Linked DNA regions of Mus musculus: all the other regions are linked to region 1. A link is a contact called in public Hi-C and promoter capture Hi-C data. All regions are on one chromosome and are shown on one strand. The core of a region is the stretch at or near the end of the contact, and the rest is flanking DNA. Distances in the headings are between cores, read along the strand shown.

What was found. Promoter capture Hi-C pulls out the DNA fragments that hold promoters and counts their contacts. Hi-C and Micro-C count contacts between places; a contact is called where the count stands out from the background. Capture Hi-C pulls out chosen DNA fragments and counts their contacts.
Region 2: a promoter capture Hi-C map of hippocampal neurons shows a contact between it and region 1, with 4 times the contacts expected there. The contact joins the promoter of Gde1 here to the promoter of Uqcrc2 in region 1. A contact is called at or near these places in 4 of 39 promoter capture datasets (the C10 cell line, hippocampal neurons and liver), 1 of 484 Hi-C or Micro-C datasets (CD4 T cells), 1 of 115 datasets of contacts at active chromatin or transcription factors (astrocytes) and 2 of 9 other capture datasets (adipose tissue and liver).
Region 3: a contact with region 1 is called in a promoter capture Hi-C map of liver, with 3 times the contacts expected there. The contact joins the promoter of Vps35l here to the promoter of Uqcrc2 in region 1. A contact is called at or near these places in 4 of 39 promoter capture datasets (hippocampal neurons, liver and pre-B cells), 1 of 484 Hi-C or Micro-C datasets (CD8 T cells), 1 of 115 datasets of contacts at active chromatin or transcription factors (astrocytes) and 2 of 9 other capture datasets (adipose tissue and liver).
Region 4: a contact with region 1 is called in a promoter capture Hi-C map of liver, with 5 times the contacts expected there. The contact joins the promoter of Knop1 here to the promoter of Uqcrc2 in region 1. A contact is called at or near these places in 4 of 39 promoter capture datasets (the C10 cell line, hippocampal neurons, liver and 1 more) and 3 of 115 datasets of contacts at active chromatin or transcription factors (astrocytes, large pre-B cells and thymic regulatory T cells).
Region 5: a contact with region 1 is called in a promoter capture Hi-C map of pre-B cells, with 4 times the contacts expected there. The contact joins the promoter of Gga2 here to the promoter of Uqcrc2 in region 1. A contact is called at or near these places in 3 of 39 promoter capture datasets (hippocampal neurons, liver and pre-B cells) and 1 of 115 datasets of contacts at active chromatin or transcription factors (microglia).
Region 6: a contact with region 1 is called in a promoter capture Hi-C map of liver, with 4 times the contacts expected there. The contact joins the promoter of Cog7 here to the promoter of Uqcrc2 in region 1. A contact is called at or near these places in 5 of 39 promoter capture datasets (the 3T3-L1 cell line, the C10 cell line, hippocampal neurons and 2 more).
Region 7: a Hi-C map of muscle stem cells shows a contact between it and region 1, with 4 times the contacts expected there. The contact joins the promoter of Usp31 here to the promoter of Uqcrc2 in region 1. A contact is called at or near these places in 4 of 39 promoter capture datasets (the C10 cell line, hematopoietic stem and progenitor cells, liver and 1 more), 1 of 484 Hi-C or Micro-C datasets (muscle stem cells), 1 of 115 datasets of contacts at active chromatin or transcription factors (astrocytes) and 2 of 9 other capture datasets (adipose tissue and liver).

Annotation. Positions count from the first base shown.
Region 1 is chr7:120,633,318-120,637,135 of GRCm38.p6, reverse strand. It overlaps Uqcrc2 (ubiquinol cytochrome c reductase core protein 2), which reads right to left and starts at 1,947. Exons shown (of 14, transcript NM_025899.2): 1 at 1,814-1,947. The coding sequence starts at 1,846.
Region 2 is chr7:118,703,957-118,707,774 of GRCm38.p6, reverse strand. Gde1 (glycerophosphodiester phosphodiesterase 1) reads left to right here and starts at 2,037. Exons shown (of 6, transcript NM_019580.4): 1 at 2,037-2,385. The coding sequence starts at 2,125.
Region 3 is chr7:118,738,274-118,742,091 of GRCm38.p6, reverse strand. It overlaps Vps35l (VPS35 endosomal protein sorting factor like), which reads right to left and starts at 1,821. Exons shown (of 31, transcript NM_027815.4): 1 at 1,317-1,821. The coding sequence starts at 1,417.
Region 4 is chr7:118,854,168-118,857,985 of GRCm38.p6, reverse strand. Knop1 (lysine rich nucleolar protein 1) reads left to right here and starts at 1,988. Exons shown (of 5, transcript NM_023197.3): 1 at 1,988-2,363. The coding sequence starts at 2,210. Iqck (IQ motif containing K) reads right to left here and starts at 2,234. Exons shown (of 9, transcript NM_001374605.1): 1 at 2,025-2,234. The coding sequence starts at 2,211.
Region 5 is chr7:122,019,135-122,022,952 of GRCm38.p6, reverse strand. It overlaps Gga2 (golgi associated, gamma adaptin ear containing, ARF binding protein 2), which reads left to right and starts at 1,755. Exons shown (of 17, transcript NM_028758.2): 1 at 1,755-1,964. The coding sequence starts at 1,865.
Region 6 is chr7:121,979,705-121,983,522 of GRCm38.p6, reverse strand. It overlaps Cog7 (component of oligomeric golgi complex 7), which reads left to right and starts at 1,830. Exons shown (of 17, transcript NM_001033318.3): 1 at 1,830-2,106. The coding sequence starts at 1,938.
Region 7 is chr7:121,705,458-121,709,275 of GRCm38.p6, reverse strand. It overlaps Usp31 (ubiquitin specific peptidase 31), which reads left to right and starts at 1,834. Exons shown (of 16, transcript NM_001033173.2): 1 at 1,834-2,640. The coding sequence starts at 2,023.

The DNA of each region.
Region 1 (3,818 bases), core at 698-3,197:
TCAGCATTCCTGTTTCCTCCATTTGTCAGTCTTTCATTTATTTTTACTAAAATCACCTTCATCTCCTTGGTCACTTTAAGGATCGTTTCCCAGTGCCCTTAATGTCTGCACTACAGTTTCACCCTTTCAGGTGCTGTACTAGGCATATTCAACCAAGAAAGGGTCTTAGCTTTATTGAACAAATATCTACACAATCCTAAAATCAACAACAAATTCTCAGCATAATATGTAATAACTTGGATGATGGATCTAAATGCACTGACTTTACACACACATATACACACACACACATACACACACACACACATTATACACAATGGTATAAAGCTATTAAGATATTCCAATTATGTCTAGGGTTCACAGGATTACTAATGGACATGCAAGCAAATACACTTTCATGATGCTAAGATCCACTAAACATGTTGTCAAGTGTACCTGTAAAGTTCTATAATGCTCCTACTCGGCACTGCCCAGACTGCTGTATGCTGAACACTCAGTCAGTGCTGGGCTAATCTGGCTGCTGGTTTTCACCTGTTCATGGAATTACTACTTTATCCCTTCAGTCCTGCTTGTAAATTATGAATATAATTAACTGTGTCATTTTCATTTTAGTTTGCTGGATAAGGTATATGCAGCCACTTGTGATTTTTAGCTGTGAATTTTTAGCTGTGCCCAAGATGTAATTCCTGTAACATCCAAGTGTAACAGTCCACATATGAATAATCCACACTTCCACTTCTGTGCTTTTGGGTAGTGAAGTTTAAAATCTCCTGCTTCTTTTGGGTTCCTTTCAGGAAAGACTTAGATACAATTTCTACTTTGTTTTAATAACACATGGAAAGTCCTGCTCTCTAAGGACTGCTAGCAATTGGTCTGTCTAGGCACAAGGAATACAACTGCAGCCTAAATTTGTACAACACATATATGTAAGTATAAAGCACAAGGAAACACTATGCCCAGGCCTGGTGTATCACTGTCTAGTCGTCTCTCAACACAGACACTCCTGGCATTTCCGCGTTGTAACTGTGCTGTAGGGGCTGCTGTTGTATGGTTGGATGTCTAGCTGCACCGCTGACCTCTAGATGCTAGAAGCACTCTCTCAACAGGTGGTTACGAATAAAAAGCTCCGCATGTGACCGGCTAGTAGGGGCAAATTAGCCCTTGTTGAAGTTTAAATGCTCCCATTCTCATCTCTTGAAAACCACGATTCCAGCGTGATAACGTGCTGACACACATGAGGTACTCCTCTCCTCACCGCAAGTGACAACTACATATTTTAGGGCTAGTCTTGAAGAAAGATCAAGAGCCCCTCCTGGAGGAAGCCTTTAAATGGGACCCCGAGAAAACGAGCATCTTAAGGAATGCGGGGACTGAGTACTGACAGGAACGAAGGTGCCGGCACTGAGATAAGCAGCGCACCGCGTTTGTGAATTTAATAAACTCGCACGCATTGGGGAAACCGACGCCTCGGGATCAACCCAGGGGCAGAGGTCGTAGGTAGGGGAAGCAGGCGGCCCGGGTGGCGTTGGCCTACACCCTACCTGCTTCTCGAGTGACCTTCAGGAATCTCCCGAGAGCCGCTTCTCCGCCACTCTCCAGGCCACCCTCCTCTTCCGCTTTCCCCGCGTTAGCTCTCGGCTGCTCACAGGACCCGCCGAGCCTCCCAGGCCTCGGCTCGCTGGCAGCCCCCTTCTCCGCGGGGTTTACCTGAAGGGCAGACCCAGGCCTGAGGCCAAGGCCGCACACTCCGCACCCAGCTCCTGAGTGGCCGACAAGCGTCCCCAGCCCTGCCCCACGCACGTCCCATGCTCACCGAGAAGGACCCGGCCCTGCTGAGGAGCTTCATGGCTCTAGCAGTTGCCCTTTCCCACGGTCACCGCTGCAGACAGCAAAGCAAGATGGGGTCGGAGGACCGAGTTTCCCGGTGTGCACTGCGAGCTTGCCCACGCCCCCTTGTACCGGCGGCCCTCTACGCATGCAGTGCTCTACTGCTCCGGTAGGCGGGACGAGCCCAGCTCCTGGGGAGAGGCTAGAGGTCTCCCGGACTAGATTGCAGCTTTTGTAGGTTATCCTTTCTGAGTTCTTTTTCTGCAAAAGACATGCAGCCTGTAATCCCAGCTGCGTCTGCAGCCGTCACAGTCACCCCAGCCGTCTTGGGCCTGCCCGTGAGTCCTCGCAAGTCCGGGAGTCGTCGGCACTCCCTGTTCCTCGGAGGTCGTCCCTCGCCACTTTTACTGTAGTCTTCCCGGTACCGCGAACTTGGTGACCGAGTTCACAGAAACTGGCAGGACGAATGTCTCGTCGAACAGATCGACACACTTGTAGGTCTCCTTGCCGCAAGGAGATCGTCACCAGCAAGGACTCAATCTCGTGAAATTTTCTCGCGCAAATTTGCGCGTGTGTGTATAATCAGGGACTTAATATAGTCTTCTATTGTACTTAAAAATGTTTAACTGTTGGTGATACAGACATATGGCACAAATCATTCGTGTGTTACACTATGATTGAGACTAATTCGGGAACCACTGCTTTCATGAAGCCGCATAGCTGCTTAAAAATGTTTTTGGTTACTTTTATTTTTTTTACAGTCCAGTCGTTGCCAGATTCCCGGTCCGCCCCTCCCACAGTTCCTCATCCCATTCCTCCTACCCCTTCTCTAAGAGGATGCCCCCGCCAGGCCTCAGTACTCCCTGGGGCCTCGTTTCTCAAGTTAGGTGCCTCTTCTCCCACTGAGGCCAGACCAGGTAGTCCTCTGCTGTATATATGTTGGGACCTCGGACTAGCTCATGTATGCTGCCTGGTTGGTGGCTCTGTGTCTGAGAGAACTCAGGGGTTCAGGTTAATTGAGACTGTTGTTGGTCTTGCTATGGGGTTGCCCTCCTCCTCCTCAGCTTCTTCCAGTCTTTCCCCTAATTCAACCGCAGGGGTCTCCGACTTCAGTCTAATGGTTGGGTGTAACTATCTGCTTCTGTCTCAGTCAGCTGCTTGTTGGGCCTCTCTGAGGGTAGTGTCAGTCCTTGGAGCCTCCCCTTGAGCTGGATCCAAATTTGGGCCTGCCACTGAACCTCTTTTCCTTCAGTCTGTTCTCCATTTTTGTCCCTGCAGTTCTTTTAGACAGGGACGATCTGGGTCAGAGTTTTTGATTGTGGGATGGCAACCCCATCCCTCCACTTGATGTCCTGCTTTTCTACTGGAGGTGGACTCTATAAGTTCCCTTTCCCCACTGTTGGGCATTTCATTTAAGGTCCCTCCCTTTGAGTTCTGAGAGTCTTTCACTTCCCAGGTCTCTGAGGGTCCCCCCATCTGAGGGGGGTGGTTTCTATTCTTTTCTGCTGGCTCTCAGAGCTTCACTCCTGATTCTCCCTTACCCCAATACCTGATCATGTTCCCCTTTTCCTCTCCCTGTCCCCTCTCCCACCCAGGTCCCTCCTTCTGCCCACCCCCTCCTAATGCTTTCTACCCCTCCCCCCCAAGTGGGATTGAGGACTTGGGTCTTTGGCTTGTTAACCTTCTTGAGTTCTGTATTCTGGGTATTTTGTACTTTTTTGGCTAATATCCACTTATTAGAGAATACATACCATGCATGTCCTTTTGGGTCTCAGTTACCTCACTCAGGATCATACTTTCTAGTTTCATCCATTAGCCTGCAAAACTCAGGATTGTCCTCATTCTTAATATCCGAGTAGTATTCCATTGTGTAAATGAACCACATTTCCTGTATCCATTCTGTCATGGGACATCTCAGTTGTTTCCAGCTTCTGGCTATCACAAATACGGATGCTATGAACATAGTGGAACAAGTGCCCCTGTGGCATGGC
Region 2 (3,818 bases), core at 788-3,287, 1.9 Mb after region 1:
AGGAGTTTACTGTGTCTTAGCTGTAGCTGTGCTGTGTTTTAGTGGTTCTCCTTGTTTTAGGTAGTCCTATGAAAAATTTTCCTACCCTCTTTTTCTTTCAATAAATGAGGTAATTTTTTTCTTTCTCCTCCCCACCCCCCACCCCACCAGACAGGGTTTCTCTGTATAGTCCTGGCTGTCTTGGAACTCACTCTGTACACCAAGCTGACCTCAGACTCAGAAATCCACTGAGATTAAAGGCCTGTGCCACCACTGCCTGGCCTACATTTTTATTTTATGTGTGTGTGTGTTTGTATGCATGTGTGTTTATGCAACTCACAAGTACAGTGTTTGCATTCCTTCAAGGCTCCACCCCACAGTTACGTGGCAACAGCCAGGTATGCCAGACTCACTATAAAAGAGACTGTTTGTCCCTTCCTCGATCTTATCTTCTTATCCTCTTACTCCCTGCCCTTCTCTCTCTCTTCCCCATTTCCCTCTCTTCTCTCCCCATGTTCCCTGCCAGCCTCCCCTCCCCCTCTGCTTTCTCTGCCTTTACTCTCTCAACACCCCTCCCCATGCCCTAAATAAACTCTATTCCATACTATATCCGTCATATGGCTGGTACCACATCTTGCCTGTCCTCTTCTCTCTCTCTCTCTCTCTCTCTCTCTCTCTCTCTCTCTTAATAAAATGTTATATACCATGCCCACAGTGGCCAGAGAAGGGTGTTAGAGCCTCTGGAATTAAATGAGTTACCATATGTAGGCTGGGGATTGAACTCAGTTCCTCTGGAAGAGCAGCCAGTACTCCCAATCATTGAGTCAGCTCTCCAGCCCAATAAATGAGATTTAAGGTGGCTTTCTGGGCACACTGAGAAGAGCCACAATCCTTAAGATAAAACCATGATTCACAAAGGTCCCACAAGGAGGTGAACGCATCTTTACTGTCAACGAGATTCCTAGCAAATTGCAGGCTTGCAGATGGAAAAGGAGAAAAGCCATATATTAGACCTTTAGATTTGTTGCTATTTGAACATTCTAACTTGAAGCATCTCCATATAAAAGGAATGTGGGCTACCCATGCAGGAATTCTTGATGCTTAAAGTCAAGAGGCTTTAACCACACTTCTAGTAAGAGCTCTTTTTCCTTCCCACGGTCCCTTAATTTTCCTTGTCTTGTTATCGTGCTCAATACTACTTCCCGCAAGGGGAAGGTACTTTCACTAAATGCAGACATGTGTCCTGGTGGAAACAGCCCTTGCAAGAATGAAGATATTCCAAAGAGACATTTGTAAGTCACCCTTCTTGATATTATTTTGAGGCATGGACCGCAGGAAATTGGAATTTCCTTAGGAGTCTGATTTTGAGAGAAGGAAAGGGCTTAGAGCCTGTGTCCAGCCTGGAAAAAAATGTATCTTTTCTGTAAGTTCAAAGGGTTCTGAAGGTCCCGGACCTTTCTGAACAGACTGGAACTAAGTGGTCAATGATGGGCGGGGCTTCTTAGCCAAGCATGCCTCTTGCCCTCTATTTAAACCTAAACCTCCCGTCAGAACCCTGAAAACGGACTTGTGGGTGTGCTTTACTAGATTTCTTCCCGGTGTGTCCATTTCTCTGCTTTTTACTTTTTTTTTTGTTTGGTTCATGGAGCGTAACTTATTACAGCTCCAGGGTAAGCCTGGCTCATTACAGGCCCTGTCTCTGACCCAGAAGAACTCTGGAAACACTACTGGCACATTTTGAATAAGCAGGTTAAACATCCTGTTCCTTTTAAAGTCAAAGCCTTTAGTTTCCTCGAGGTCAGATACAAGGTCACTAAGAAACTTTGACCGTGTCACCCTCCTTCCACTAAGTCTGAAGGACAGGGTCTAAGTCTTGTCCTCACTTTACATAACCCGAAGCGCCCTTGGAACCCAGGCCTGGGGCAAGGGCCTGCTCCTGTTGCCATGACAGCGGTTCCGGCCCCCCAACGCCGAAGCTCCGGGACTCTGATTGGCTGGAGGGCGGGCTCTTTCTCGAGATGGGTCCGTCGGCGCCATTGTGCAGCGCTGCTCCCAGCGGAGGGTTCCGGCTGTGGCCAGTACCTCGGCGTCTACGCGTCGCCCGGCAGGTCCGGGGCTCCGGTCCGTGCCGGTGCAGGCGCCGGCATGTGGCTGTGGGAGGACCAGGGCGGCCTCCTGGGCCCCTTCTCCTTCGTGCTGGTGCTGCTGCTGGTGGTGACACGCAGCCCCTTCAACGCCTGCGTGCTCACCGGCAGCCTCTACATCCTGCTGCGGTTCTTCAGCTTCGAGCCGGTGCCGTCCCGCCGGGCCCTGCAGGTGCTCAAGCCCCGTGACCGCGTGTCCGCCATCGCCCATCGCGGCGGCAGCCACGACGCGCCCGAGAACACGCTGGCGGCCATCCGGCAGGTGAGCCCCGCGCACGCCTCGGGCCTGCTCCGCCGCTGACATCTCTTCTTCTCCTCCCGGCTCCGCATCCCTCCCCACTTCAGCTATTTCTAGAATTCCGCGGGTAATTGTAAGACTTGGTATGTGCCAGACGCTGGGATGGCAGCCAGGCACGACTCCTTTGACAGGGCTTTCATCTGGGTTGGGAGAGATAACATATGAGGCTACTTTAGGGTGGGGCAGTGCATTATGTAGCAGTAGTTTTCTATGAACTAGATATTTGTGAACTGTGAACTAGAATTACAAGGTTGGAATCAGTGGGAAGTGTTCCAGGATGCCGATGGCAAGTGCAAAGGGCCTGAGGTGAGGTTTATGTTGGAGTGGTAAGGTAGCAACACAACACAACAGGCTTATATGTGGTGCTGGCTTCGAGGAGCAGAACAAACTCTAGTGTATGGATGAATTAAGATATGAACTAGGTCAAATGGGTTCTTGTTAGTAAATGGGATTTCTCTCTTTTTTTCGAGACAGGGTTTCTCTGTAGTCCACTCCTTGAACTTATCAGACTGGCCTCAACTCAGATCCACCTGCCTGGTGGGGTTAAAGTGCTGGGACTAAAGACACCCACCACCACCAACTAGCAAGATATTCTTAATCACCCTTATCACAGGGTGTATTTCTGTCCTCTGTATTACTTGGATATTATCTTTATGGCCTCTTTCCAAATACACCTTCATCATAGTCGTCAACCCTGGCAGCCAGACTCCTCTGTCAATATTTGCTTCCCCTTTCCATAAGGCACCCAGGAGAATTTTAATAGCCCTTTGCCCTTGGAAGCCTTCTGTTTTCAGATTAATGTCAGCTTGTATGGCAAGAGCATTTCAGTGGATTATGGACTTCAGTGCACTACAGTCAGCCTTCATACGTGTTGGCCTTGCATCTGTGGGTTTAATTGTAGATCAAAAAAATAGCATGAAAGAAGTATGTGGAGTGACGTCACACCTTAACTGCTTACATAGCTAGATTGTTTTAGATGGAAGAATGCCAAGAGTTGACTTGAGGGGTATAGGAGGTCATTCCTGGGACATATGCAAATACTACAGCTTTTAGTCTGTTTTGCTTTGCTTTGTTTTGTTTTGTTGTTTTGTTTTTCCTTTGGTTTTTGAGACCGGGTTTCTCTGTATAGCCCTGGCTGTCCTGGAACTCACTCTGTAGACCAGACTGGCCTCAAACTCAGAAATCCGCCTGCCTCTGCCTCCCAAGTGCTGGTATTAAAGGCGTGCGCCACCATGCCCGGCTTGTTTTGGTTTTTTGGTTTTTTTGAGGCAGAGTTTCAGTAGCCTTGACTGTCCTGGAACTGGCTATGTGCCTTCCTAGCGTGAGGATTAAAGGCATGCACCATCATGCTTGACCTTTTAGACAGTTTTACATCTGTTCTTCCCATTTCTTTGAGG
Region 3 (3,818 bases), core at 572-3,071, 1.9 Mb after region 1:
GCTGATTCCCACTACTTTCCCTCATTTAGGGAAAGAGCAAACTCCAAGATCCAAGTCCCTAGAATTCACATGGCAGGCTGCACGACTTTAGGTCAACTCGCATCCCATGGTCTCAAATGAAAAGCGGACTTGGTTAACTAAGTTAGCTAAGAGGCTAACGCTGACCACTAAGCACGTCCCTTGAGAAATGCGCTCTCTGGAGCAGAGGCACACTTCCCCTGGGCCTCATCAGCTCCCTCATGCATCGACAGGAACAATCACCGGGAAGAAGACGGACACAATTCTGTCTCTCTCATTAAAGAACACGAAGTCAGTGGGTAAAACTGAAAGATGGGCGTGCACTCCCACACACTTGCTCAAGAGAGACGGCTACAGAGACCATAGGCACGAGCAGAGCTGGGGTCTCAGCAGTATGGAAAACGAAAACATCCAAGGTTAAGCCAGCACAAGCAGGTGAAGCCAACCCACGGTGTGATACGGCACCACGCTGACGTGCTGTGTCCTTAAGTGGTCACTTAAGAGTCTGCAGGGTGGAGTGAATTAAAGTGTCCGGCCAAAAAGCCAGAGGGTTGATGTTGGTTATGTTCAAGGCCTAGCGCTACAAATTTCTTTCATGCTCAAACGCAGAAATTTTGCCCCTGAGATGCAAGGTCTCCAACGTCCAACCACATTATCATCCGCTTATCCTATGTGGGTTCTTTATCGACACAAATCACCTGTGACAACCTAAAGGTCACCTCACTTCTAAGCACAAAAAGGCCCGTATGCCAGTCACTTGGGTACACACTATTCCTTCCTGCTTGGTGAGCTCGTATGCATCCTGCAAGACCCAGTTGAAGGCTCTTCTCTGCAGTCTACCCAAGCCGCCAGGGGAGTTGACTGACTGCCCCCTCTCTCCTTTGGGCGTGTCCTCTCTCTAATACGTTCTACTACGTTGAACAACGAGGTAAAGAAGCGTGTCTGGGGACCCTACATAGAGTAGGGTGAATGGTCCCACTTTACAGATGAGAAAGTCTAAGGAGCTCAAGGAACAAGCGACCAGGTCTCCCAGGTGCAGACTCCGGGCGAATTCATCCCCTTCCCCAGAACTCCCAGGCGTGCCAACGTCTCCCAAGGAGGCGGAAGCCTTGGATGGAGTCCGTCTGAGTGAAGGAGCTGCGGAACAGAGGAGAGGAGCAGAGTACTGACAGCGGTTCTGCTCTTCCGTAGTCCTGACAGCCCGGGCGGGGACGGAGGCCACCGATCCCAACAAGGAGGACTGCCCACCCCCACTGAGAGGAGCCCTCCCCGAAGCCTACTAGCGGGTTTTTCCTTACCAGGGAAAGACAGCCATCTTCCCAGTCACATGATCGCCTGTTTTCCGCGTCCAGCCCCTTTTCTCACATCCAGGGAAGCTCGGCCCCGCCCCAGACGCCATGATTGTGAAGGGCAGCTTCCGCTCTGAAGATCCCGGGCTCCGTCATCCGCCATGATTGTGAGGGGCAACTTCCTCCGGATTCCGATCCTCCGCAGTTGTATCGGGCAATGGCCCGGCAAAACCCAAGCTCCGTCATCGGCCTTGATTTTATTTTTTCTTTTTATTTTGTTAATAGAAATCCATTTACGTCTGCCTCCGAATGATGGGATTAAAGGCCTGCATCACCACGCCTTGCTTAAATCCCATTCGTATTATGTAAATATGTGCACGGAGGTCAGTGGATAACGGACAGGTGTTGGTCCTTTCTTCGCTTGGCACTAGATGCCATTACCTTCTGAGCCATCCCATTCACACACACACACACACACACACACACACACACGATGCCATTACCTTCTGAGCCATCCCATTCACACACACACACACACACACACACACACACACACACACACACACACACACACACACCGCCCCCCAGTCTTGTAAGGGGTAAGACGCCACTGGCTGCTTGGCCCGCCTGCGCCCTCTAGTGACAAAAAGGAGTGCACACACCCATCCCTGCTGAGGGCCAGACACAAGTGATTATGAAGTGAATTCTGTTTGGTGTGGGTTCTCTTCATGCTTCGTAAGGATGAACACTTTGGGCATTTTCCCCCCACTACTGACAATCTACGTCCGAATACGGGCAAGCAAGTTCTGTTCTTGACCACAGAACTTTGGCGCTCCTGTTTTAAGCCCCACCCCACCCCACCCCCATGGATAAATTATGATAGGGTGACTGCACTCAATGCACTTTGCCCACTCCCTTCTCAATAGAAACTTCTGGAGTATCTATCATTAATCACTTGTTTTTGGAAAACTGATGCTCAAAGCTGGTGAGTGTCAAACTCTAACTCAAATAAGAATGGATTAAGACTGGGAAATTAGCAGACTGTCTATTCATACCATCCTGGTTCTACTCCCAAGTGCATTTCCTTATGGAAAGAGCAGCATCCTCTTATGCGTTCTGGAAAAGGCAACGGAATATACTTTAACTAGGACTGACATTTTCAGAGTCCCAGTTTCTTCCTCTGTGAAACTGAGCTAACTGCTAAGGTGACAGGAGGTTATAAAATCCCTGTCTCCGGGGCAAACCTCAGATGCTGTAGTTAGTGAGGCAGGCAAGACAGGCTGCTCTTGGTTGGCCTTTGCTCTCAGAGCCTTTCTCTCTGTAGCGCTGACCCTGGTCTATAACAGAGCAGGGCATCTACTGTAAATGGGCATGCCACTTGCCTGGGGACTGTAAAACAGTGGCTCTGGGATAGTTGTGTGTACAATTCTAGGGGACACTGCTGTTGGTGGTTCCTTTGAAAGAATGGTAGCAGTTTGGGTGGTAAGAAGCAACTATGAGGCACTAAAGGCAGGGGACCAATTGTCCTTCGTACATTCGTCAAACCCATCCCATCTTATGTATAAAATAGATGATGGGGAACTATCATAAAACAGGCTACATTTCTGGAAAGGATAGATAACTAAAGGGTTCTTCTTACCACATGCTAAGACCATGGTTTTGTGGCATCTCTGTCAGTGTCCCTAAAGAACTGTAAAATCTGGGCTGGAGAAATGCGTTATCTGGTAAGCACTTGCTGTTCTTCCAGAAAACCCAGATTTGATTTCTAGAACCCAAACTCACAACCATCTGTATCTCCAGTCCCAGGGGATCTGATGCCCTCTTCTGGCCTACAGAGGTACATGTGGTATAGAGACACACATACAGGCAAAATATTTATATACATCAAATAACTAAGTCTAAAAAAAAGAATCTTTTAAAGAAACTGGAGAAGGGCCATGGAAAAACACTGAATATAGAGAGCAGTTTTAAATGGAAACATTTTGTTCCTTTGCTTACATTGTTGTTGAAAATGGTTTTACTTTGTAGTCCTGGCTGGCCTGGAGGTATTGGTCCTCTGCCTTAGCCTGGTAGGTGCTAGGGTTGTTGGCATGGGACACTGCACTCAGCTTCTAATTGTGTGTGTGTGGCATGTGCACATGTCTGATTGTCCATGTATGAGCATATGGAGGCCAGAGGTCAATAGCTAGTATTTTCCTTTATTACTCTCCAACTTACGTTTTGAGACAGCACACCTTTCTCCCCCTCTCCCCCTCCCTCCCTCCCCTCCTCCTTCTTCCTCTCTCTCTCTCTCTCTCTCTCTCTCTCTCTCTCTCTCTCGTTCTCTCCCTCTCTCTCTTGTTCTCTCCCTCTCTCTGGCTTTCTGTCTGTCTCCTTGAATTTGAAGCTGTGAATGGCTGGCCAGCAAGCCTGTCAACGCTATCCCCACACAGAGGTATTTGGGTTGCAGGTGCACACCTTTTGCCATTTTGACACAGGCACTAGGGATCTAGAAAGTCTTCATGCTTGCAC
Region 4 (3,818 bases), core at 739-3,238, 1.8 Mb after region 1:
TCTTGATTGTTCACTAATGTGGGCAATACAAGCCCTGGGAAGGTGGCCCTGGGTTATGTAAGAAAAGCTGGCTTAGTAATAGCCAGGGGAGCCAGCCAGTAACTAGTATTCTTCTGAGGTCAGTGCTTCAGGTTCCTGCTTTGAGTTCCTGTCTTGGTGTTCTTCAACAATGGACTAGAACCTGTAAACTGAAATAAACCCTTTCCTCCCCAAGTTGCCTTTGGTCAGTGTTATCACAGCAACAGAAAAATAACTAGGACAGTCATCTAGGTTGAAGTCACAGTGGCCTTGTATAAAATAGGTCATCTCTACCCCCATTGCTCAACAGCTATTATTTTGTAAGTGACATCAATTCCCTTGCTTTTCAGAGAGCACTAAAACCCTTTGTCCTTGCTTTTATCCAGGTATAACACACCCCACAGAAACTGATTCCACAAGAAAAGACAAAAAAAAGTATCAATATTTATGACCATGTATTGAGCCTTTCAAAGTCCAGAGCATCTTCTCATTATCTCACTTGGTTCCCACTACAGCCCTGTGAGGTAGGAATTATCCCCCTCAAAGAGCACCTTCCCCAGTACTACTTGTGATATTACCAATTTGACGGGGCAGCAACACTGCTGTGGGCTAGTGGTCCTGGACTGAATAAAAGGAAGGAAGTGAGTTGAGCCCCAGAATCCATCTCTGTTTCTTAGTTGTGGATGCAAACGGGACCGGCTGCCAGGAGCCCCCACTGGGATGATGTACCATATCCTCAAACTGTGAGCCCAAATAAGTCTCTGAGTTGCTTTTGTCAGATATTTTTCACAGCAATAAGAAAAGTATCAAACTATACAATAAACTGTACTATGAAGATCTATTGGCTTGGAAAAGTGAATCCTCTGGGTGAAAGACAGTAAGTATATAGACACCTGAATATTGCTGCAGATAGTTCCTCGGGTAAGGACCCTAAGGGTAGAACTTACAAGAACATCAGGGTGAAACCTTTTCTCTAAAGCAAAGGTTACAGGGAAGGAGTAATGCAAGCCCTGTGGTCTGGGAGGACTGACTGACTCTTCTCTTCTTCCTCTGAACTCACCACTTCTTCCAAGTCACCATTTTTCCCTCTATACACTGACAAATTCACTGTTTCCATTCACGAAACATTTACTGACCTGGAACTATTCCATAAATATTGCTATTTAAATTTATCAAAATTAAGTAAAATAAGAAATTTGGTTCTTCTAGTCTGCCAGTCCCAAATTACACCCCAAACCCATTTAACAGCACAGATTATTGAACGTTCTATTAGTGTTGTATTGGACAGCCAATGCCACAAGAATGAAAATCTTTCAGTAGCTGGAAGGCTGAGGCAGGAGGATACTCAGCTGGAAGCCAGTCTGTAGTCCAAAAAGGCGAGAGAAAAGGGAGAAGGGATAGACAGCGGACTTATTATGAATGAATCTGTGTCTCTTGCCTTTGAGATCTGGAGGCTTTGGAATGAAGGAAAACTAACACTCTTCCTGTAACCTAGGATCTGTGACTACGTGGTTCTACCTCCTAACACCACGACATAGGTACCATTGTTATGCCCGCTGTACGACTATTACAAGACCCCATGACCAAGGTTCGTGGGCTACAAAGGAACAAGTGATCTAGCCTGCTTGTGGGGCTTCAGAAAGGCTTTGGGGCAAGTGGAGATCAAAATCTATTTGTCCACACCAAAATACTTCCTGAGTATCACCGGAGCCTGTCTACAGAGTTCATTCATTCCCTGCTTCCTCGGGCGATCTGCGGGCGGTCCGGGTCTCTACCCTGAAGCTTCACACTACGCAACTCTCTGACCGGGTTTCCTTCTGCGAGCCTGTTGCCTGAGGTCGCACCGGAATCCAAGACATACGCCAACCTCTTTCTCCGCGTGTGGGCCTAAGGCTCGGCTCCTCCGCCCGCGCGCGTCACCCGCCTGGCGCACAGAGGCTTGGAACGCGCGTCCCGGCGGGTCCCGCCCGCGTCCCGCCCGGCCCGACCAGCGGCGGGGCGCCTACCCTCGCAGATCTGATCCCATAGGCTCTTCCCCGGCGGCTCGACGACCTGCGGGGGTGACACGAGCACTTCGGGAGACCCGGGCGACACTGCGGGCACCGGCGTGCGCGTAGTGATCGGCGAATCCGCGGAGCCGCTCGCCTCCTCACGCAGCACGCTGCGGCTGGATACAAGTCTCGGCGCCGCCATGGACGCGGTTTCTACAGCAACCCAGGGCACCGGGAGGCCGCGACCCGGAAGGAGAAGGATTTCGAGGGGGCGGGCCAGAAAGTCGAAGCTGACTTCCGGATCGCGGCTGCGCGGCTGCTCACGCGGGGACGCTTGGCCTGCTAGCGAACCAGGTGAGTGCGGGTGGTTTGTGCGGGGCCCCGAGGAAGGTGCTGCACGCTGGGGGAGAGGAAAACAAAGATAAGTCACCCCCAACTCGCCTGCAGCCCTCGGTTTCTCTCCAAGCCGTCCCGCCTTGGAGTAGGCATGGGGATGATCCTGGCTAGCAAGCAGCCTGCGGTTGGTGAGGGCAGCACACGCTCCTCTGGCTCGAGTCCGTGTTTTGCACCTTGTTGACTTTGAGACCTAGTGAGTTACAGTCTCCGAGGCCTGTGAGGCTTATTGGTCACACTAACCCTATCCACTGCTGCCGCGGGAATTTAAGAGTGCCTTCACACTGGGCATAGTGGCCCACGTCTATAACCCCGGCACGCGGGATGCAGATCAGCCCTAGCGACGTAGTCAAACTTTGTCTCAAAAACAAGGCGCTTTTGAAGAAAGCTTGTGTTTGCAGGTGATGCAGTGTAGGTTCGGTTCCACTTCTCGCGAGTGAAGTACAGTTAAAGGGATGGAAAAGAGTATGTTGCTGTTGGCTGAGTGGCAAAACAAAGAAGTGGGTTAAGCTGACGCCTGGGACCTTTTTGTCCGGGTTATTTTTCGTGATCACTGGCCCTAATCCTGTAGAATCATCATGGTCTTACTTGATACTGGCCTGTCGGGACTTGTATCTTTCTCTCCTTTGTGAGTCCCCTTCCTATGTCCTCTAAAAGTCAGTATGTCTTGAGGCCCAGTTATGTTTTCTTGTTAATTATCATCCCTGAAGTCCTGTTTATGTCGTCTCTGTTGGCGAGAGTGACTTCCTTGCCTCAGCCCTACAGTACACATGCTGAGTGAGTTATATCAAGGCAGCTGTTTCATCCAGCTGCCCAGTCACCCTCCACTTCTGCCTCAAGGGTTGACTCTACCATCCTATTGGTCAAACTGGAAAACCATGTTCAATATTATGGAGTTGAGAAAAATGCCACCATAATATTGGTGTATAAGATTATACATGTCTGTGGGGGCATCTTCTTTCTTTCTTTCTTTCTTTCTTTTTTTTTTTTTTTTGGTTTATCTGTATAGCTCTGGCTGTCCTGGAACTCACTTTGTAGACCAGGCTGGCCTTGAACTCAGAAATCTGCCTGCCTCTGGCTCCGGAGTGCTGGGATTAAAGGTGTGCGCCTAAAGCAAGGTGAGAGTGGACTTGATATGGCTCAAGTCTGGCCTAGATCTTTGAAGCTGCCCAGAGCAAGCTGAATCCTTTGTGGAGCATGTTAGCGCCGAAGCCAAGGAGAGGTGCAGGATAGAGAAGCTCCTGGACCCTTAATTTCCACCTCTTTCCTTAGAAGCCTCCCATGTTTTGTCTCTAGTCCACAGAGTAGCAAGAAGCATACTGGTGATCATAGTGAAAGCCATGTATTGAATCCCCGGCCACTTGTCGTAAGTGCTTCTGTTTTTCCCGAGGAAAGCCAGGTAATGAAGGTTTCCAT
Region 5 (3,818 bases), core at 506-3,005, 1.4 Mb before region 1:
TGTGCTCCATAAGCACACTGTGGCATGCGTGTGCCTGTACCGACATGCATATCACACATATGCACATACATATGCATAGTGTTTAAAAGATTAAAAGTAGGGCTGTAGAGGTTGCTCAGTGGTCAAGAGTATGTATTGCTCTTTTGGAGGACCCAGGTTCAATTCCTAGCACCCACATGGCAGCTCAGGACTGTCTACAATTCCAGTTGCAGGGAATCTGACACACTCTCTGGCCTCTTCAGGCTCCAGGCTTGCATGTGGTGCATAGATATATATGCAGGCAAAACACACATACAAATAAAAACTTAAAAAAATGTTTGTACATTTGGGATTATGATATGCCTAAAGTCCTAGAGTTACCCCTGACTGTCCCCACTATTTATGTGTCCATTCAACAGATACTTACTGGTATGCCAAGCCCCATTTGGTATGCTGGTGGTCCAGGTCTATGCAAATTAAAATCCTTCTGTGTGTGTGTGTGTGTGTGTATGTACTGGGGTGTGACATTGAGGGTGGGGAATGATAGGGACAGTGTGGAAGGATCTGGTGCTTCAGAGGGACCTCGTGCGCAGTCTTGACTGCCTTCCAGGCTAAGGCCTCCTTCAGTCTTAGCAGAGTTGTTAGTAGTAGATCATTGACAGCAATGGCAAAATTATGCTGGCCTCTAGACATGCATATTAATCCTGTCCACTGGACAGACCTCTTTCTCCACTGGCTGGAGCCAGTCTTATGCCCATTTGCATGTTTGTCTCAACAGTCCTTTATTTTTACATAGATTTTTCTCTTTGGCTTTTCTTGTGGACATATTAATACAACATCTACTTGATTCCTTCATTTAAGTTCAAGAGTTAAATAAAGGAAAATATTTCATGTTAGGCTGGCATGGTAGCTCACACCTGTAGTTCCAGCTTTTGGGAGGTTGAGGCAAAAGGATTTTACTACAGGTTTTTAGGATCTTAGCTTTTATCATTCAAAGGCCATCTTGGACTAATGAGTATGAGAAACCCTTTCTCAAAAGCAAAAACAAAAACCATAACAACAAAGCTGTACTGGTAGTACATTCTTGTAATCAAGTTTGTACCACAGTGGCAGGATGACCAAGAATTCTGGGTCCTCCTCAGCTATGCAGTGATCAAAGCCAGCTGGTTACATGAGACCTTAACTCAAAACAGTTAGAAAAAGGTATGTTTATATATAATTAATGTGTTCACTTTTTAGGGTATGAGAATCACGACCTGTTTTTTATTTCTTTTTTTTGGGGGGGGATGGGTGTTCGAGACAGGGTTTCTCTGTGTAGCCTTGACTGTCCTGGAACTCATTTTGTAGACCAGGCTGGCCTCAAACTCAGAGATCCGCCTGCCTCTGACCTGTTTTTTTGAGAAAAGTATCTTTTCATAAAAATAACTGTTTTATGAATTATGATGCAATGTGTCATCAAAAAAAAGTGTGTCAGAAACCCGAATGGAAGATACATACTCGGAGAAGACCCTAATAAAAATGCTGAAAGAATGATTCTTTATCTGAAATTCAGATTTAGCCAGGCGTCCAGTATCTTTTCTGGGAACCCTGCTTCTGAAGAAGAGGGGACAATCAATACCTAACTAGCTTGGCTTTTGACCTTTCAAGTGGTCTTGCACAAAAAAAAAAAAAAAAAAAAAAAAAAAAGACCTCGTGAGTTGGAGGTGGCCGGGAGGAGGTGCGTGGGGGCGGGACAGGGCCCAGAAATGGGCGTGTCCAATAGGGCCCGCCCCGTCACGTGCCTCTCAGTGTCTGCCGCGTCGGCAGCTGGAGCGAAGGCTAGGCGGCGGCGGTGGCTGCAGCTTTTGGGCAGGAGTGACTGCGGCCGCAGCGCTGGGCTGGGCAGATGGCAGCGACGGCAGTGGCAGCGGGGACCGGATCCCCGGCAGGGACCGAGTCGGCGGAGGGCGGCCCTGGGGCAGCGGCGGCGCTGGAGCTGTGGCTCAGTGAGTAGCATCGCGCCACACGTGATCCTGCTTCCCGCCGCCCTGGTTGTCCTCCGCGGCGGGAGGGGGCCTCTAGACTCACCCAGGGGATTCTGGGGACCTCAGACCACGCCATGGCTCAGTGGCCGGGCGGCACCACTTAACAGCTGGAGCGCGAATGCTTAGCGATCTCTTGTGCCAAGCACTGTGCAGAAAGCGTTTCAGCCATTGTTAGTCTGGTCGCAGGACCGAGAGTACCTGGGTTTACTAACCCGTGCGGGCGATGCAGCTTTTTTGCAGATCATTGAGTCTAAGAGCTTAAGTGGCTGCTACCTTTAAGAGCAAAACCAGCTTTTATGCCTCGGTGCATATTTACTCTGGCCAGACTTAATTGTTCCTTGTCTTAGCTTAACGGTGATCTCTGGGGGTGCGGTTCTAAAGGTTCTCTCTTTATCTGAGGAATTGAGGTTCAGAGAGAATAAAGAATCCACCCCTTGGGTGGGCTCCACTACGTGCTGGGTGCACTGAGATGGTAACACTGGGACATTGCTCACAAAGACATGTTCATTGGCTACTGGCTACCAGAACAGCACCTTCTCAACAGAAGCTGGAGGAGGGGCGCTTGTTGAACGTAGTTAGGGGCTGTTTTGTTTACCTGGGGCTTGTCATAGCTGGTATACAGTGTGTGGACAATGGAGGAGGCCATATTCCAGACAGGAAACTGCAAAAACTCAGGATGAGAATGTACAACATTCTGGGAGCGAGTAGGCCTGTTGGCCAGGAGTGCAAAGCTTAAAGCTCAGAGAATCCAGAAAAGAGACCTCAGACTAATTTGCTAATGAAGTAAGACGCGTGAGCGCCGCAGAAGGGACTGCATTATTTAAACATTTTTATTACATGTTGTGTATTTGGGGTGGGGCGTGCTGCTCCTGGCTCGTGGAGAACAGAGAACAACTGGGGAAGGGGTCAGGGTGTCGTTTCTCTCCTTAGGCTCTTCTGTGGGTTCCAGGGCTCGAACTCAGGCCACAAGGCTTGGTCACAGGCACCTTTATCTTCTGAGTCATTGCAGGCCTATAGCTTTCTATTTCAACATGTAGGAGAAGCTGTTGGAGACAGCTTCGCTTCTACTGAAAGCACCACATGCAGTTCCACCTGGTGAGTTGGTTGAGGGTGAGACTTCAGACTTGGAGTAGATATATAAGGTCTTTAGATAGCTGGGGTGGGGTGGGGTGGGGTGATGGTGGTTACAATAGGAATGAAGGGAGTGGGGATCAGGAGTCGAAAGGATTATCTGAACCCATCAGCAGGGTTTAATGTAAGCACACGTGCATGCACATTACTTTAATTAAAGACCTGGAGCCAGACTGTAGCAGTGCACACTAGTCCAATTCCAGCAGTTGTGAGGGAGAAGCCAGCCTGGCCTACGTAGTGAGTTTCAGGACAGCTAGAGCTACATAGTAAGATCCTGTCTGGGAAAAAACAAAACAAAACAAAACCAACCATACAGACAAAAACCAAACAACAACAACAACAAAACATTAAACAAAACCCAGAAAGGACTACCATCACCCATATAGTCTTCCTTCCCTGTACATAGATGGACTCAGGAGATGAGTGTACGAAGGATCCTTGGTTTCGGGGATCAAAAGTAATTGTGGTAGATGCTTCCCCACTCCGCCCCCACCTGTGTGGAGGAGCAGTTGTGTCATGAAGTTCGAAGTTCTTGCCAGGCAGTTAGGAAGAGCTCTGAGCATCCAGGGAGGGTAGGAGCTAGAGGGGTGGTTTTGAGAGCCAGTCTTCCGTGGGTGTGTAGAACAGAGCGTTGGAGCTGGAACAAGGAGGTATTTCCCAGGCAGATGGGACTAGAGTATCCCA
Region 6 (3,818 bases), core at 581-3,080, 1.3 Mb before region 1:
CTTTCTTTTCTTATTCTTTTTTTTTTTTTTTTTTTTTTTTTTTTTTGAGACAGGGTTTCTCTGTATAGCCCTGGCTGTCCTGGAACTCACTTTGTAGACCAGGCTGGCCTCGAACTCAGAAATCCACCTGCCTCTGCCTGCCGAGTGCTGGGATTAAAGGCGTGTGGCACCACACCCGACTATATATTTCTTTTTTGCTGTTTGGTTTGTTTTTGAGACAGGGTCTTGCTACGTATGCCTAAATGATTTCAAACTTAAGGAATCTTCCTCTTTCTGCATCCCCAGTGCTGGGATTGCAGGCGTGTATCACCACATGAAGTCAGACATGTGATTTTCTTCCTCCCTTCTCTGCTTCCTCTTCTTTATATTGAATATTCATGTCCATAGTGCTGTGTTTCATAAAGACAATCTACCTAACTGTACTATGCATTTTACCCCTGTTCCCTTCTGCATATCTTCCCTCTTTCCCACCTCCACCTTCCATTCTTTTTCCTCCCGTGTCTTTCCTCTGCTCTCATGTTAGATATTCTTTTAGGTGTTTATACAATCTGGATCCAGAACTGAGAGAAAACGTGAACTTCGTCTTCTGGCTTCTTTTGCTTATTACCTTTAGCTGTATCCATTCCCCACAACACCATGTCCTCCTTTTGGGTACTGTACATATTTTTAAGTGCACATATACTCTTCTCCATGACAGACAAATATTAAGGCCATAGCAAGTCTCTGTACATTTAGAACAGAGTCATAATATGTGTTCCTGATACACGGAATTAAATTAGAAACCAACGCTAGAACATGCAGTGGTGGCTTAAGCCAGAAATCCCAGCATGTGGGAGGTTCGATCTTTGAGGCATGGGTTTGAGTTCTAGGATAGAAGAACGGAACCCGTCTTTAAAAACAACAAACAAACAACAACATCCTCACAACAACAACAACATCCTCTACTTTGCTATACTAGACAAGAGCAAAAAAAAAAAAAAAAATCGGAGAAAGAAAGGAAGAAGGAAGAAAGGTAGAAAGAAAGAAAAAACCTAACTAGTAAAGAAAATGATGGAAAATGAGTGGAAGAATTGGAGGAAAAGTAATTTTTGAAGATTATTGAAGATTACTGAAATTAGACCAGAGTTAGGGGAGACCATTATCAAATCTATAGAAATCTATGAGGAGAGATGGTCCAGCGGTTAATAGTACTGGCAGCTCTTCCAGAGGACCTGCGTTCCACTCCCAGCATTGATAACCACATGTAACATCCCACTTCCAGGAGATCTTTCATTCTCATCTGGCCTCTGCCCGCACCAGACAGGCAAGTGGGTCACACACATACAGAGGCAAAACACTCCATATAAAATAAAATAAAATTAAAAAAAAAACCAAACTGCTGCCGGGCGTGGTGGCGCACACCTTTAATCCCAGCACTCGGGAGGCAGAGGCAGGCGAATTTCTGAGTTCGAGGCCAGCCTAGTCTACAACGTGAGTTCCAGGACAGCCAGGGCTACACAGAGAAACCCTGTCTCAAAGCAAAACCAAACCAAACCAAAAAACCAAAAAACCAAAAAACCCAAACTGCTGTATGCATTTAGTGAGGACGGAAAACTAGCAACATTACTCCTACATACAGAGTTTATATTTCTCAGCTGCTCCCTTCTCAGACGTCAATCTTCTAGTCTTGAGGAAACACGCGTTTACTTAGTTTACTGCTCGACAAATAAGAGCAGAAAACGAACTGTCGTACCTGTCCGGACTGCGCGAAGCTCGCTGCTCTAACAGGAACAGTTGCTATGGTAATAGGCACCGACTTCCGGAAGAAGTACGGCGCGCGACGAGGGACATTCGGCCTCGGCGCGAGTGCGCTGACGGGGCGGCAAGTAAAGCTTGGTGGGTTTCGACGGGTGTCCCGAAGGCGGTGTCGCTCGGCGCCAACCCGGAGACCGCGCGCCATGGACTTCTCCAAGTTCCTGGCTGACGACTTCGACGTGAAGGACTGGATTAATGCGGCCTTCAGAGCCGGCCCCAAAGACGGGGCGGCGGGGAAGGCGGACGGTCACGCAGCCACCCTGGTAATGAAGCTGCAGCTGTTCATCCAGGAGGTGAACCACGCCGTGGAGGGTGAGCCACGCAGACGCCCACCCGCCCGCCCCGGCACCCGACTGCAGGACCGGGCCCAGGGGCCAAGCCTCTCCTTTGGTGGGAAAGCGAGCCCTGCAGTAGTCTGAGTTAGGTCTAGGCTTTGGTGTTCACGTCCGACGATGCCATAACATTTCCTTTAAAAACTAAAAACTAAAAACAAAAAAAAAACCCCAATAATAATAATAATAACAATCTGGGAGTGGTGGCGACCGCCGTTAATTTCCGCACTGGGGAGGTGGTGCTGGACGGTCAGGAATTCAAAGCCAGCTTCAGTTGCAAAGTGAGTTCGAGGCCGGCCTAGGCTATAGGATCGCTCTCGCCGGCTCTCGCACGCTCTTTTACTCTTCCTTCTCCTTCCCCCTTCTTATTTACAGTCTCACTCTGTCGCCTAGGTTCGCCTCAAACTCGCCTTCTGCCCCAGCTTCCCTAATTCTGGCATTACAGATATGTGCCCCCCCCCCCCAAAAAAAGCTCTTTGGGTTTGGAGTAATTGCTCAGTGGTTACTACTCTTGTAGAGAACCTAAACTTAATTCTCAGCACCCACATCAGTTGGCACACAACTACCTGTAACTCCAGTTCCATGGGATTCAGTGGCCTCCTTGGGCATAAACACTCACATGCACATACTGACACACAGACAAACATGGGTGAATGTAATTAAAAAATAAATCTTGAAAGAAGGCCTTTTGGAGGTGGTGGGGTAGATAGACTCTCATGTAACCCATACTGGCCTTGAATTTGCTCTATGATGGAGGGTGACCTTGAACTCTTGATCTTCATGCCTTTGATTCTGAAATTCTGGGATTATAGACATGTTCTGTCATGCCTGGCATAAAGAGTCACTTTTGAGAGCATTTAATAGTTAACTGGTCCTAGTATTTAGCAGTATATGAGAATGACACAAATCCATTAATATATCTTTGTAAGCTAAGGAAGATGGGCCATCCTGAATGAAGACTTTAACTGTGTGTGTGTGAGAGAGAGAGAGAGCGAGAGAGAGGAAGAAAGAGAGAATGAGAGAGAGAAGACGAGAGAGAGGGGGGGGAGAGAGAGAGAGAGAGAATGAGAGAGAAAGAGAGAATATATGTTGCTGAATCAGTGCTCCTCCTTGCTGCTTCACTGTGTTGAGGACACAGTACCACATAGATAGCCTGGGTTATGGTGCTGCAGCTTGGTTTCCAGGCATATTTTCCCCACATCTGCATGTGTGTGGGAGCAGCGAAAAAGCAGGCTAGTGCTTCTTAGTGGCTCCTGGGACCCACATCCTCGTGTTCTGAGGTGTTAAGGATGCAGCCATGGGCCCTGTCCCACACTTACCAGATAAGAGGCTAGCCGATGCTAAAACATGCTCAGGCCTAAGAACACAGGGCTAGCAGGAAACTGGAGACCGTGGTGTTCATGCCTCTAGTCTGTTGCAGTGGGCTTCAAGTTTAGCAGCCAGGTCCATTTTTTATACATATATCCTCATGGGCCCCTAAACTTGTCAAGCACCTGGGCTTTGTGTGTGATTCCGTCTTCATGTTCATCACTATGGCAACCACAGCACCTAGGGAGAACGGCATTTACCTTATGAATTTCCAAAAGTATACACATGTATTAAGGGAAAGCATGAGACAGGTTGTTTTCATTGGTAGCCCAGGCATGTCCCCTGCCCTTGGTTCCACTTTGAAGAACCTGACCCGCTTCAGAG
Region 7 (3,818 bases), core at 585-3,084, 1.1 Mb before region 1:
GTACTTTCTCTTACCAGTTGCCTTAGTCGTGGTAACTTCACAGCAATAGAAAACAACTAACTCATTGTCTGTTGAATTCCAACAGGGTCAAGTTAATGGTATGGCCAAAAGGTTCTAAGAGAGTCTGCAGAAATGATGCAATTAATGAAGGCAAGATTTTAGAGATGAAGAGAGGCAAACTAAATGAGGAAGTTCAAGGAAAGATACCTGGAGCAGATGGATCAGCTTGGGTAAAGGTTCACAGCTGGGATCAAGTCGTTAGAAGCAGCAAGCATGTGTGCAAAGGTGGAGGGCCACAGGCTTCAGTTTCTATTGTGATCTAGTGGCATTCTTTCTGATGCTACAAGGAGCCCAAGGTACAGCTAAGATGGATGTTTTAATTAGGAGGTAGAAGTGGAGGGGATTTGAGCCTATTCAGAGCAAACCAAGAGCATCATTACAGGATACCATATTTAGTATTGAGTAGAAATCTAGAGGCCAAAACTATTTGCTTTGAGATGGGTGTAGGGTGGCCTTTCTATCTTTAAAATGTTATGGGCTTTCTTTCCCATTATCTGTTTTTTGCAGTAACCAGGGCTCAGGCTCATCTCTTAGCAAAGAGAACATACAAAGAGAAGGTCAGAAACCAGTGGATTTTGAGTAGTAGGCAGCCTTAATGCACGCTGTTCTCCCATGCAGTTTTTTTTCCTTTAAAAAAAATTGAACCAACATTTAAAAATAGAATTTCCACCTTTTCTCTAAAAATCAGCTGATCTGGCAACACTAAGCCCTCATTCTCACATGGGAACAACTGACTGGAGGTGAGCGAAAGCCATCTCTTTAGAAGAATGTTAATTAGCAGGTTGCCGCTGTCCACAACATTTCTTGTATTCCCAAGATATGTGAAGTATGACCTGATCAGCAGATGACCGACCCCTCACCAGGATTCTTTGTTCATTGCTATGACCTATCTAGCCTCTGCGATAGTAGTGCATCTGTGACCCTTGGTTTAAAGGTTAAGTCTTTGAGCCAAACTTGGGTTTAAATGAGATGTCAAAGGCACTGAACTGAAAACCAAGGAAGGTATTCCATGATTGGCATAGTGTGTGGAATACAGAGGTAATCATGAATGAATACCTACTGAGAGTGTACACTATAGGAAGGCAAGCAGAAACTCAGTTAGTTTCAGTCTTGTCGTATCCTTAGAGTTTAGTACAGTATTTGGCAAACAGCAAGTGTTCAGTTGCTATATTTACTGAATGAATGGATGGATGAATGAATGATTGAATGAATGAATGAGCAAATGCTCAGTTTATTGAGTGATTAAAGGGAGAGCTCAGAGGATTTAAAGGCTGTATTTTACAAAACTTTTCAGCAAGGCAATTCTAATAATATTACTTTGCTGAGACCTCAAGGTACATCCTGAAAGAAAAGCCCACCAGAATGTGCCAGCTCCGTGACCACGTTCGGGTGGGTACGCGGCAGTCCCTCGGGAGCCAGGCTGAGTTAACCCGCCTGGGACAAGACAAAGCTGTATCTATCAGCTCCTCTGCCACCTGGTACGTGGCAGCTTGATTTCAGTACTTTCTCTAGATCTTTTCTATTTGACAAGCAAAGACAGAGACCCACCCCTAAAATCCACCATCCAGCGCCTGCCCTAACGTTTAGGACCGTGCCCATACTAAACATGGCCAGTCTTGAGCTTCAACACGCAGAACCACGCCCTAAGCCGAGGGAGTCCTTGAATCAGGGTTCAGGGAGAGAGCTGTTCCCACAGTCAATATGGCGGCCTCGCAGCTTCAGTGCGGGGCGGGGCTGCGATGCCAGCGAGTCACGTGAGCTGCCCACTTGGGCGGCCGCGCGACGCACGCGCGCCCCTCGGTCGCCGCTCTCTTGCTCGCTCTCTCCGCGGCGCTCTGAGGTGGTGTAGGGCGTGAAGCCCCCCGGGCCGGGTGAGGCGCAGGCGGCGGGATGCGGCGGCGGCCGTGGCGGAGTCGCGGTCCGGGCGGACTGGCGCGGTGATGAGCGTCGGCAACCGCCGCCATGTCCAAGGTAACGGCGCCCGGGCCCGGGCCGCCGGTGGCGGCGGGCGGGAAGGAGAAGCGCTCGTTCAGCAAGCGGCTGTTCCGGAGTGGCCGCGCGGGGGGCGGCGGCGGCGCTGGCGGCCCCGGGCCGGCCGCGCCCTCGTCGCCGTCGTCGGCGCGCTCGGTGGGCAGTTTCATGAGCCGCGTCCTCAAGACGCTGTCCACGCTCTCGCACCTCAGCTCCGAGGGCGCCGCCCCGGACCGCGGCGGCCTCCGCAGCTGCTTCCCGCCCGGGCCGGCCTCCGCGCCCACGCCGCCGCCGTGCCCGCCGCCGCCCGCCTCGCCCGCGCCTCCCGCCTGCGCCTCGGAGCCGGTGCCCGGCGTGGCGGGGCTCCGCAACCACGGCAACACGTGCTTCATGAACGCCACGCTGCAGTGCCTCAGTAACACCGAGCTCTTCGCCGAGTACCTGGCTCTGGGCCAGTACCGGGCGGGCCGACCGGAGCCAGAGCCGGAGTCGGAGCAGCCGGCGGGCCGCGGGCCGCACGGCCAGGGCGAGGTCACCGAGCAGCTGGCGCATCTGGTGCGGGCGCTCTGGACGCTGGAGTACACCCCGCAACACAGCCGCGACTTCAAGGTGAGCCCGGGGCGGGGGGCCTTGGAGCTCGGGCGCTTCTTGGGCTCCTCCTCTTCGGGCCGGGAGGATTTCTGCGCTGGATGCTCAGAGAGTTCTGGAAGATAACCCAGATGACAAAGGAACGCATTCCTCCCACCATTCATCCAGCCAGCTTGGCTTCCGAGCGCCAGAACATGGGCGCCAGGTCCTGTGATCCGCCTTGGGGATGGATGTTGCCAGGACCAAGACCCTGCCTTCATGGAACTTCAATCTTTGGAGCGGGTATTGGTGGGAGAGTATCTATCCATCTGGGTTCGAATCCGGCTTCTGCTTCTTAAGTAGTAAACCACTGAGCCTCTTTATGCTCCCGTTTACCTGGTACTTACGTTTAGCAAGTTGACAGGTTACGTTGGACAGCGAGATTACCCAGTTTGGGCACTTCTAGCGGGTTCAGTGTGATACATAAAGTGCTTTAGCTATGTTAGTACCGTTCATGCTTAGTGCTTTTTTTTTTTTCTTTCTATTCTTAAGTACAATGAACCAGGTGTTATCAGATAGTACTTTGAAGAAGGCAGAACTTGATGATGTAATAGATGGAGGAGGTGGTCCTGGCCCTTGGCTTGCAGCTGCCCGTGTGCACTAAGAGGATGAGATTGGGAAGCAGAGGAGTTTGCTGGTCCAGATGGTAAGGGTCATTTAGGCTATCCTAAGGAGTTGGGTTCTTACTGTAAGCTGAGCAGAGAGGTGATTGGAGATTGTATGAGGGATACTTTGAGGTGGGATATGGGTATGATATTAGCGAGAATGGAGTCGGACAGTGAAAAAATAAGTTTTACCATTCCTTCCCTCATTTCCTCATGCTTAGAACTCCACAGTTTGATAGTTGCCCCCATTTTTTGACAGTTGTCTCACCCTGATTTTCTACCAGCCTTCTTTATTTTTTTGAGACAGGGTCCCACTATGTAGCCCAAGGCTGACTTTCAACTCGAGATCTTCCCGATAGCCTTCTGTGTGCTGGGATCAACCTACCCCTCTCCACTGCTCTTCTAAAGAAAACAAATATCAAGTTTAGAGACGTTGGTAGACAACATTAAAAAATATTTACATAGGCATGGGGTGTGTGTGTGGCATTTGTGTAGAGGTCAGAGGACGATTTGTGGAGTCGGTTCTCTTATTCATTTATGTGGGTTCTGGGGATT